Linked DNA regions of Mus musculus: region 2 is linked to region 1. The links are chromatin contacts, called in public HiChIP or PLAC-seq maps. All regions are on one chromosome and are shown on one strand. The core of a region is the stretch at or near the end of the contact, and the rest is flanking DNA. Distances in the headings are between cores, read along the strand shown.

The links. HiChIP or PLAC-seq counts read pairs in DNA pulled down with a chosen protein or histone mark.
Region 2: a contact with region 1 is called in an H3K4me3 HiChIP or PLAC-seq map of the SCID.adh cell line, with 9 read pairs. The contact joins the enhancer-like site here to the promoter of AI606473 in region 1. A contact is called at or near these places in 6 of 39 promoter capture datasets (the 3T3-L1 cell line, cranial neural crest, embryonic stem cells and 3 more), 2 of 484 Hi-C or Micro-C datasets (nephron progenitors and palatal mesenchyme), 7 of 115 datasets of contacts at active chromatin or transcription factors (the SCID.adh cell line, bone marrow-derived macrophages, craniofacial prominence and 4 more) and 2 of 9 other capture datasets (adipose tissue and liver).

Annotation. Positions count from the first base shown.
Region 1 is chr3:154,328,522-154,334,249 of GRCm38.p6, reverse strand. AI606473 (expressed sequence AI606473) reads right to left here and starts at 3,429. Exons shown (of 3, transcript NR_040387.1): 1 at 3,187-3,429; 2 at 1,745-1,891; 3 at 1-1,336. Lhx8 (LIM homeobox protein 8) reads left to right here and starts at 3,690. Exons shown (of 9, transcript NM_010713.2): 1 at 3,690-3,978. The coding sequence starts at 3,898.
Region 2 is chr3:154,458,120-154,463,847 of GRCm38.p6, reverse strand. No RefSeq gene overlaps it. Among named protein-coding and RNA genes, the nearest start is that of Gm40186, 110 kb to the left of the region's middle. Within about 2 kb of position 2,252, at least 4 of the 459 cell types and tissues checked have an H3K27ac peak or open chromatin away from gene starts, as enhancers often do. A contact at or near this core is called in the SCID.adh cell line, where this site is marked.

The DNA.
Region 1 (5,728 bases), core at 2,180-4,679:
CAACTAGCAGAAAATCGCAGCAGATCGGGTGTTCAGGCATCCACCTTCTTGGCGACCTTCTCTTTTGAGAATAGTCTCACCTCTTTTTTCCCCCAGAGACTGGATCCAGTTTAAGTCCCAAAGTTAGCAAGTTTCACACTCTGTGCCACAGAGTGCAGAAGCAGACTCCTAGCCTCCGGCTTTTAGCAACAAAACAAAACAAAACAAAACCTCTGGACGCTCTCTTTTCTCCACTTTCCAGACTCCGATGAGCACACGAAGTGGGCAACAATCCAAGGTGTCTCGCTTGCAGTTTCAGGGTGATCAAAACTGAGCGTTGACATCAGGGACATTGACAGTTCCTTCTTGGGAGCGGAGGTCACACATTACCCTAGTGCAGCAGATAATCCTTGGGTTACATTACTGCACAGAATCCTTGGGTCGACTGTGCAGAGGCGCGGTACTAGGAAGTGAATCTCTCCGGTCTTGGGTTGGAGAAAGTGCTGCCCAGCCAAGCTAGACTTTGGTCAGGACACTGTAGCTACTTCGCTTAGGCTTCTTCCCAGGTTCCAGCCCTGTCTAGACTAGGATTTTGTGAGTCCTTGCCAGCCCTCTGGAGGATCGCAACTCCAGAGAGGGCAACATTAGAAGCTGAGAACCAGTGTATGACCTGCCTTTTGCTCAAGTTCCGGGATAAGTCCCTTCAAAAGTGTAGTTAGCACATGGAGCTCAGACGCGCAGAGTTCAATAGTTAAATTGGCGGGGACTTTCACTACTTCAAGTAATAATTTTCTAATTCGGATCTATTGCTTTTAAATATCGAACTCCAGAGAACTCTGTCAATGCAGCCTTTTTCTGCCCCATTGATGCTTGATGTTCATAAACGGCTCCTGCCTTGCGAGCCGGGTATGAAAATACCAGTTTTATGCCTTTGATAGGAATCGCCAAGGAGGAGAAGACGGGTTATTAGAAGACCGCAGATTTCTCAGCAGCTCGCCGTCCAATTAGGGAGCTCTTCGCCAAGGTGGAAGCTCTGAGTGTCAGGTAGATTCTCTTTCTCGGGTCCTAGACGAAGGCCTGGCTCGACGGGCTCCAGACCCTTTCCTGCACCCCACCCCAAGGTTTTAGCAGGGCACACTTAGTGCCTCCGAACTTGCAAGCGAGCCGCACAGCCCCGGAACAGACATAGTTTTCTTTCCTACCCCATTCAATCCTTTGAGAGAGCCAGGAAATCCAGGGTGTTGGCCGACCTCCTAGTGGGCCTTCCTCTCTGGTTTTCATTTGATGAACAGTGGCTTCTAGAAATTTCAGTCCAATAGGAAGGCACCAACAAGGCACGGCCGATTTATTTTCCCACCTACAGACAAGCAAGATAATATATATATACATTTTTACTGTGTTTCGTTCAAAATTGATCTCAATTGGCGTGCGGGGGCTAAAACTCTCATTCTGATTTTTTTTTTTTTTTTTAAGAAAAGTGCTTTGTAAATTTTACCTCAAACACTTAAATGTGGAAAGAACAGAAGGCGAACTTTTTCTCTGTCTGATCCGAGGAGCAGTGAGTTCTAGTTTGCCTGCGGGCATGGAGAAGCTAAACATTTTTTAAGCAAGTGGTATATGCAGGGTCAGAAGGTCATTAGGCCCAAGACCCCACAACTCAGCCTTGACTTTCCTAGTAAAAACTTTCACTTTCTGCTCCGCCCATCTCCAGCCCAAACCCTAAGCCAAAGCCTCGGTCGGTCGCCAGGACAGGGAACGCACTTACCACGGGGTAGCCCCTGGAGCGCGCTGGACACAGGCAATTATGCTGCTGGTGAGTTCGCAGTCCCGCCGGGCGCCGGGAGCAGGGCGGACGCCAGACCAGCCCTTTAGACTCCAGTCTGACGTCCTCCTTCTCTAAGCCCGGAAGCCTCTAAAAAAGAATCATTTCCTCCACTTATGCAGAGATAGGAGCTCTCAGATCAAGATTAGTATGTTGAAAACCTGATTGAGAGCAGCCTGATTAGGCGAGGGTGGGTGGAAAGGCGGCGTACACGACGGCGCCCCCTCCCTATGTCCCCCAAAAGCTCTAGCGCGCTGGGCTCTCCAGATGACCGGCACAGACCATTCTCGCTAGCAGGCAAAGGGAACTTCAGAGTTACGTTGCAATACTTAGCACAAAAGACTGTAAGTAATTCTCCAAGCTAGACTCTAGTTTTAGTTCCTCATCCAGGGAGTCGGTCCAACGCCCGACCTGCTGGAGCCAGCATTCCGCACCAGTCTCTCTCTCTCTCTCTCTCTCTCTCTCTCTCTCTCTCTCTCTCTCTCTCTCTCTCTCTCATCTCTGATCAGAATCGTATGGAAAATACTTTATTATGTGGATTCCCTCACCCACTCCTGATTTTCGCTTTTGACGAAAATCAGCAGCAGAAGCCACAGAAGCAGCAGCAGCAACAACAACCACTATTTAGCTTTTCGGGCAGTCGGTCCAAACCTCCACCGTTCTATGCTTTACCAGAATACAGTCGATTCTTAAATCTCAGGTCCCTCATACTCCACGCTAAATTTAATGGAGATCTCCTGATGGGCATCGGCCAGAGGGTGCTAATATGAAAGTGTATGTAATGGCTGAAAAGGAGAGCCGAGATGGCGTATGTTCAAACGTCCTCTGTGTTTAAGGAGGAAAGGGGCAATCAAAGAAAACCTTTAATCCCTGCCCACCCCAATGCTCATTTTGTCCAGAGAAAGTGTGGTCAGCATTAGTTGCTGCTGGCCCCTCCACTACCCCTGATGGCTGGTCTGGGTTCTTCTTCTCCCGCTAAAATAAGACAAGGGAGTAAGATTGCTCTTCCTTGTGTTTCACTACATATATTTCTGTCTAACTAAGGTAACAAAAGCATGGTTTTGTTATAAGGCTTGAGAAACTGACTCCAGGATGTTCTTATATCACTTAAATTCCAAACGTTTCTCTTTTGCTTATCTAAAGGGACAAATAAATAAAAGTAATTAAAAAATAACTTCTTACAAAATTTTTCTTCTATAAACAAAGTGAGACCTCATAAACAAACAAACAAAAAACCTCACACTTTCCAATTCAGATAAAAATTATCTCTACCCTACTCACATTCAAACGTTCACACTTAAGCACGGGAATGTGGAGTGCGCAGCAGTCTATCTATGGCATACCGTTTGTCTAGAATTAAAGAAAATAAAAAAATCGTAACATACTTTCGTTTTTCTTGTATCCTTGATTTCAAATCTAGTCGCGAATCAAATCTAGTCCTTCGTTTGTCCCTTCATTATCTTAACGGGAAAACCTTTCGAAAATGTAGAGAGAACCATTGGTGCGCATTTAGGGAGACCTAAGACTTGGGAATCCAGAAGACCTCCGCTTTCCCTCCGTGAGCCGCTGAAAGAGCTGTAACCCGAATCTTTGTTTAGGTTTTGGCTGGGGAGCGAGAATTTAAAGACAACTCAGAGGCAGAAAGCTTATTCTTAAAAAGAAAAAAAAAAGGCAAGTTAACGGACATCCGCAATTCCCCCCCACCTTTAACACTGAACTCAGAGTAAGTTGTCTGGTGCAGATAAAGATCTTAACATGTAGAGAAGGCGGGTTTTTCATAAGGAGGTGAGGCTGTCCCTTCAGGAAAAGACTTTTCCCCCACACCCCCTCCTCTCTGCGAGGTTCCACCCTCTGGAAAACACAACTTTCCCTCTTTTCCTGGAGGGACAGGCCTTAGTGTGGCTGAGAGAGGAAGAACAGTGGGTCAGAGAGTGGTTACGGTCACTGTGGCCTTTTTGGAACAAGACACACTGGTGGCATCGCTGTTCTGCCTGTTAGCTTTCCTTGGCCTTTGGGGGCGGAGGAGGGGACACTGCGGACACCCACAGCCTCTGACCCTCTGGAGCTGGTATGTGACGAGCAGCGCCTGCGGGGCCATGTATTGGAAGAGCGATCAGATGTTTGTGTGTAAGCTGGAGGGAAAGGAAGTGCCGGAGCTGGCGGTTCCCCGCGAGAAGGTAAGCGAGCCTACACCGGGCGGGATCTGTTGAATAGGAGTTTCCTTGAGAGAAGAGAGTTGTCCGGCCCCTAAACCAGGCTGGGAAACTACCTGTCACTGCCTCGTCTCCAGACCTGACAATTTTTTTTATTACGTAGTAGCGTTAGGTAGTAATCACTCCGTCCCCTCCCCACGGGCTCACTTAACCTAAGGCATGGACACTCTAATTTGGGAGACGAAACCTGGAGCCTAAGACGCTCACGGGGCAACGTGAGTCCTGCTTGTATTCTACGTGACGGGCTGTTCGCGGCAGTCTGGGGCAGGGGCCGGGGGTCTAGGTGTTTGTCTCAGGGCACCAGATACCAATGGCTGCGCTCTGCTGAACGCTGGCTCTTGCCACGGATAAGGTGAATGTGGGGCTTGAGACCCGGCGGCGACAGACCTGGGGACTTGAGTCTTCCAGGGCCCGCCCGCTCTTAGAAAGGGACAAAAGAACGATTTCGTTGGAAATACCAAAAGGGCAAATTTCGCAGTACGAGGCGAGCCTAACGGGGAGACCTGGCAAGCTGTCACCTACTCCGGAGGCAAGACCCGTGGGTGCTCGCATTTTATGGTGGAACTCGGTTCCTAAACTGTTGGAGAGCAGGGCCGGGGTGGGGGTATCGGCTGGACATGGGCAGAGTAGTGCTGGCTTCGTGTTTGTCTGACGGTTGCGGGTAGCGTTTCTGTCTGGATGCTTTCTGTCCACGAAGACGCGCCCGGGAGCAGCTGCGCCGGGGCTACCCAGGCGTGCGGCCGCTGGCTCACCTGGAGCTTTCGGAAGACAGAGGAAAAGGAGACAAAGGGACGCAAAAGCGAGGGGTGTGGGCTGCTGGAATCCGCGGACCCACTCGCCCTAAACTAGACTTCTCAGAGAGATTGCATTCGTTTATAGAACAAAACTGAAAGTGCAGCCAGGGATTGGGGACACTTGAGCGACGCGTCCGCGTGCTCTAAAATATTCTGACCCGCATTGGGTGAGTTTTTTTTTTTTTTTAATGGAACAAATTAAATTCAGCTGGATATTTCCATTATTCGGCCCGCTTTTGCACTGGTTAAAACTAATCCTTTAGTAGCTAAAATGTTGACTTACTGAGCACTAAGTGGCAATTCACACCTTAAAGAAACCAGTGTAAATCGCTTACGGTTCTAATTGCTTCAAGTTTACCAAAGAGCTGCTGGCTCCGTTTAATCTGAAGCATTTTCATTCAAATTGTCGGAACAAACACCAGGCTTCTTAAATCCCACTGTAATTAGCTTTCAAGTATCCGATTAAACCTCTTCACCTTTTGGGCTATCCTATTCAAAAAGCCCCCCCTTTAAAAAATATATGTGTGTCTTGCTCTTTTAATTGAGGTTATTAAAGAAATCAAGTTTCTCTCCCCACCCCCTCCTCAGTCATCTTTTCTTCTCTCTCACTCCACCTCCCCCCGCCCCGTGCCCCCTTTAGCCGGGTGTTCCCCGCTCCCGGGTGATTGACGTCTAGAAAGCAATCGCTTTGTGCACCGAGGCCGGTTATTAGCTGGGTACCCCCGGTGGGGGGCGGGGGCCGGCGCGCCGGGGTGAGCGCGGGGCTCGAGCCGGGAGCAGCGGCCGCGCAGTCCTCGAGTCGCCCGCTGGCGGCGGCGGCCCAGGGAGGCTGCGCGCTGGCCGGCCAGCTGCGCCCGGGCTCAGGTGCCGGCGCTCGCACGCGCCGCCCTCGTGCGCGCCCTTCAAGAGCGCGGTGGGGC
Region 2 (5,728 bases), core at 1,003-3,502, 130 kb before region 1:
TAATGTTTCTACTTTACCGGAGTATAAAAACCATATTATATATAACGGGGTAGTTCTCTGGAGTCATTAGGTATCCTACAGAAGGAGAAGTGACCAAAACTCATCCAATAGCATGCCCTGTTATTCTCTGTAGATGTAATTCTTTCTCTTACTAAACAAAAGCACAATACTCTCTCACTAACATGTAGCATGGGAAAATGATATCACTGAAGATAGGTCAGAACTGATATGTGCCTTCTGTGCCATATATATATATATGTGTGTGTGTGTGTGTATGTATATGTGTGTGTGTGTGTGTATGTATATATGTGTGTATGTATATATGTGTGTGTGTGTGTGTGTGTGTGTGTACGTATATATGTGTGTGTGTGTATAATCTTATTTATTTTTCAGGCATGTCAGGAAAGGAGGTATTATTAATTCCCTTTTACAAAGGACAAAACAAGTTTAGAGAGGCCTATTAACTTACTTAATAGTATATAGACAGAAATCATAGAGCGAGACCAAAGAACAAGTGCAAGTGCATGTGTGTGTGTGTCTGCCCCCCCTCTCCCTCCCTCCCTCCCTCCCTCCCTCCCTCCCTCCCTCCCTCCCTCCCTCCCTCCCTCCCTTCCTCCTTCCCTCCCTCTCTCAGATCCATCAGAAGGAAGAAGTGCATATCAAGGAGATTCACCACTGAAAGCAGTAAATTGAGCAGGACGCCTGAAGGGCCGCTGAGCCGAAACCTGACCAACCCATCACTATCCACGGGGAGGACGTGGAAAGCAAGTTCTCTCTCCTCCAGCCTCCTGGAAGATGATTATATTTTGCTCTTCTGGAAAGGGGCTTAGAGAAGCCTTTATGACCTCAGCTTTGTCCATCCGCAGAGAAAGTGCCATCCGACACAACACCAACCGACCCTACAGCAATTAGACACAATTATTCACATAACACCGACCAACCCTACAGCAACCAGACCCAATTATTAGACGCTGGATGTTTTTCTCGGAGAACAGAGACGTAAACCACATGGGTGCGTTACCCCGTCAGTTCACCTGCTCATAGATACTGTGCACAGCATTGATTCGTGATCATTGTTCAGAGCTAAAGGCTTCAGTGTGCTCTTGTAAAGATAACATGGCCATAGGGGAAGAAAAAGGAGCCTCGCTTTTTAAGTGGTCAAGAACTGAGGCTGCAACAGTCTGGGCCTTGAAGTCCTTTTGCTTCCTGATCACATTAGAGTGTTGGTATTAGAACTCTCTGACCGGGAAGCTGCCGGGGCAGATGCCAACCTATCAACAGGAACTATCAGACCCGGGACTCACGCGTTCACATTACTCAGTAATAACGGTGCCTGGCTTCCTGAGCCTGAAGTATATAAAGGGATTTCCTATCCAAAATGTTGTTTTGAATAGTGGTTCTGTACGTAAGCAAATCCTTACGAGATTAATTCTGAAATGTAGCAAAAGTTCCTGTGTCCCTAAATACAGCTTATTTGCCCACCACATATCTGAACTAAAACCGTGTGCTCTGTCAGTCATGGCACCTTTTACTCTGAGATGTATTGTTTGTTAAGGGTTAATACAACAAACGCATGCCTCTTTCCTGAGAACAGAGTTTGGGGGAATGGGCAGAATTCATATTTCAAAATGAGAAAACAAGAGAATAGTTTGTAACATCCTCCAGGAGAAAAATCAGATCCTTAAATACCAATGAAAGAAATAAAGCTAACAATAAACTAGAGAGTTAGAAAAACAAACCATTCTACTATAATAACATGATTCATCTAACCACTGGATTTAGGTCGATGAATACACAAAAGAAAAACTCTCCGTGCCTTAAAAAATTCACAGTTAGTTCTACACATGTACGTCTCTGTACCTAAGCACGCCTCAGCTGAATGTTCCGTTAGCTCATTTTTTTCTCAATCATTGTCTTTGAAGAAACAGAAGGAAAAAGTTCCCATATGCTATTCAGGAGGCAGTCTAGCCTGCGAGGACTCCAATCAGAGCTAAACCCGTGCCTCGTAGGAATCGGCTCCATATGCTTCAACGGACATCCTTCAGACACTTAAGAAAAAGATTAATAAACTATCTCCAAATCCTGTCCCTAACATCTAAGGAACAAACAGACTGCCACCTGTCTAGGATTTGAGCGTCATAGACATGCTCACTATATCAAAGCATCCAGGGAAGCGGGTGTTCAGTGGGTGAAGACAGGATCAAGAGGCATGTACATTCCACGTAAGACACAAAAATCATGATGCAAAGAGAGAGATCAAGCCCTCTTTGTTCATTTACAATTCTAAAGACCTCAGTGAAGGACGCTTAAAACTGCCATTGCCTAGAAAAGGCCGTGTAAAGGGAAATTTTAGGAGAACGAACATTTCATGGGGTTTTGTGTGTTAACAGAAATTGTGTGCAAGGTGCTTTGAGATCCAAAGATTAAAGACAACCGCAAAGCCCTGCATAATGTTGACACTTCCAACTGCTTTGAGAAGAGGTAGCCTTCTCAGCTGTCGACGAGGAATTCTTCCTACATTTATTGTTTCCTTGTACCAGCTCCACGAAGAGCAATCATGCTGCATTTAAGCCGAGCTTAAAGATCACAGAGGAGCTTGTATGAAATAGTATTGATCCTCACATATTCTGGAAGGAGTTGTAAGATATGTGGGGTGACAGATTTTAAAGAGAATAAAAGAAAATAGAACCCTAGTGACCCTGCTAGTCAACCAAACCTCCCACAATAAATTCAGACTTCCACATCCCATGACAATAGAGTGTTATCTCTGCTGATTTCACAAGGAAGCCGTTCTGTAAAGCAGTTAAAATGTGTGGTTGTACAATTAAGACGAGTTACAGCAGCCCTTCTCAGGGCTAGCATTCCTAGTATGTGACCCTCAAGTTTATTCATTTCAGGATTGTCACTAAACAAATGGGTAACAGACCTCAGATACTTCCCAGGAATATTTAACTGTGACCATATTGTTCGAACAAAAGGTGTTTCTTCAGTCTGGACTCAAACCTGCGAAACTGAGGTCCACTGAGTTTAGGGTGTTGATGCACTTCACATGAACTGTGCACGGATGACTGCCTGTACGCAGGAAGGTGGCTCCTTTGATTTTTTTGTGGTCAGCCCATAGAAACATTTATCTAGTGAAAGGAGGAAGATTCTTATGAAATGACATGAGCCCCTTCCCTTTCTGCCTCAATCTTTTTGCCTGCAAAGGAAGGGAAGTCTGACATAGAATCACTGTAGAGAAGACATTTCAGAGTCAAGGTTTTTTTTTTTTGAAAAGCAGTAACAGTAGAAGCTTAAAAACAAACAAAACAAAAGTAGCTCTCCCACATAATACCAAACTTCTCCATACTTCTCTTAGATTCAGCTGTGTAACAAACAACCCTAAAATTTAATGTCCTAAAAGAATATACCAGGCTGAAAAGATGGATCAGAGTAGAACCATGTAACATCTGGACTGAGTCCAAAGCCCCAGAAATCCCCCCTAAAAAAGCCAGATGTGGTGGCTCATGCCCATAACTCCAGGACTCCTAAGGTGGGAGGGGGGCAGAGACTGGATAATCCTCAGAAGCTCTGCCCACTGAGCCCGGAAGGCCGGGCAGTGAACGAAGAAAGCCAGTCTCAAATAAGGTGGACAGTTAGGACAGACATCCAAGCTTGTCTTGTGACTTCCACACATGCAATATGGTATGCCCCGGCCCTGCATCTGTATATGTATCTGTACACATACACATGAACATACATATGCACATATGCATGCACACATGTTTTTGTAACTATCCCGAGGCTCAGCTGCCTCTCAGCTGAGCTTCTTCTTCAGTTATTCAAGAGCTATGTCTACCTGAAAGCTCAGTTAGTGTCGGGGTGTCTGTATTTAAGGTGAGAAGATAAACTTCATATTGATGGGAGATACCACGCTACGGAAGTCCACAAATGTTGGCGGACTCTATCACACTGGGGGTCTCAACCTCAGCCCATGTGGGACACTTTTGAACAAACTAAGAACTGAGTTGTACTCCAGTCACCAACATGGTTTCCCTTTTGTTTCTTTCATTTTTGTGTGTGTGATTTATAATTACATCATTTCCCCTTCCATTTCCTCCCTCCAACCCCTCGCATGAAACTCCTTGCTCTCTTCCAAATTAATGGCCTCTTTTATCATTAATTGTTATATTACACATTCCTAATACAGCTAAATACATAGCATGTTTTAAAGGCAGGCTAGGTCACTAAAATTAGCCGACATTTCAGAATCACTCCTTTCTTGTCCCACGATGGACCCTTGTTGGCTCCAGAGTGAGGTTTCTCAGCTGTGAGAAATTCATATGAAGATAAATAATGAAACTTGAGCTAGAATAGACAATGAACAGGTCTATGGCCCAGAAAACATCTGAGCAGCCCACCTTGCTCAGGTTAGCCCTCAGAAAGCAGTCACATGGACCCATTCAAGCAGTCTCAGGCCCTAGAAGTCAGGGAACAGCTGATTGACTAGCAATGCCTACCTAGCAAAGGACCCAGACAGGCCTGTCCAACTTCTTTTAGTGCCCAGAAGCAGCCAGCGGACTAGAGAGATGGTTCAGGGGTTAAGAGTATCGGATGCTCCACCTATAGGATTGCAGATCCCTTTAGCTCCTTGGGTACTTTCTCTAGCTCCTCCGTTGGGGGCCCTGTGATCCATCCATTAGCTGACTGTGAGCATCCACTTCTGTGTTTGCTAGACCCCGGCATAGTCTCACAAGAGGCAGTTCTATCTGGGTCCTTTCAGCAAAACCTTGTTAGTGTATGCAATGGTGTCAGCGTTTGGAAGCTGATTATGGGATGGATCCCCGGATATGGCAGTCTCTAGATGGTCCATCCTTTCGTCACAGCTCCAAACTACAACAATATGAACTAACCAGTACCCCCCTGGAGCTTGTGTTTCTAGCTGCATATGAATCAGAAAATGGCCTAGTCAGCCATCAGTGGAAAGAGAGGCCCATTAGTCGTGCAAACTTTATATGCCTCAGTACAGGGGAACGACAGGGCCAAGAAGTGGGAGTGGGTGGGTGGGGGAGTGAATGGGGGAGCGTGTGGGGGACTTTTGGGATAGCATTGGAAATGTAAATGAAATAAATACCCAATTAAAAAAAAAGAGTAGTGGATGCTCTTAAAGGACCCAGGTTCAATTTCCATCACCCGCATGGTACCTTAAAACCTTCTTTAACTCCACTTCCAGGGCTTCTGACATGCTTCTCCTTGTCTCTGAGGACACATGACACACATGGTACACAGACATGCACGCAGGCAAAAACACTCATACACACTGAGTCAAGGCAGAACTTCAAGCAGCACAGGAACCTCGAAGCAGAAACTGAAAGGGAGATCACAGAGCAGTGCAGCCTTGCTTTCATGACTTCTGCACCCTGCTTTCGTACTCAGGACCCCATGCATGGGCACGGCACTGCCCCCTGTAGGCTAAACCGGGCATGGCACCGCCCCCTGTAGGCTGGCCCTTCCACATCATCAATCATTAACCAAGAAACCGTCCCACGGGCTTGCCCACGGGCCAATCTGATGGGAGCATCTTCTTAGTTGAGGATTTGTCTTCCCAGATGACCTGAGCTTATGTCAAGTTGACAAAAAAAAAAAAAAAAAAAAAAAAAACTAACCTATAAAGCACGGAGTCTGTTCTATTTATAGAAACCAAATCGGGGGTGGGGGGAGAAGTAGAGGGGACTCAGGACCACGAGAC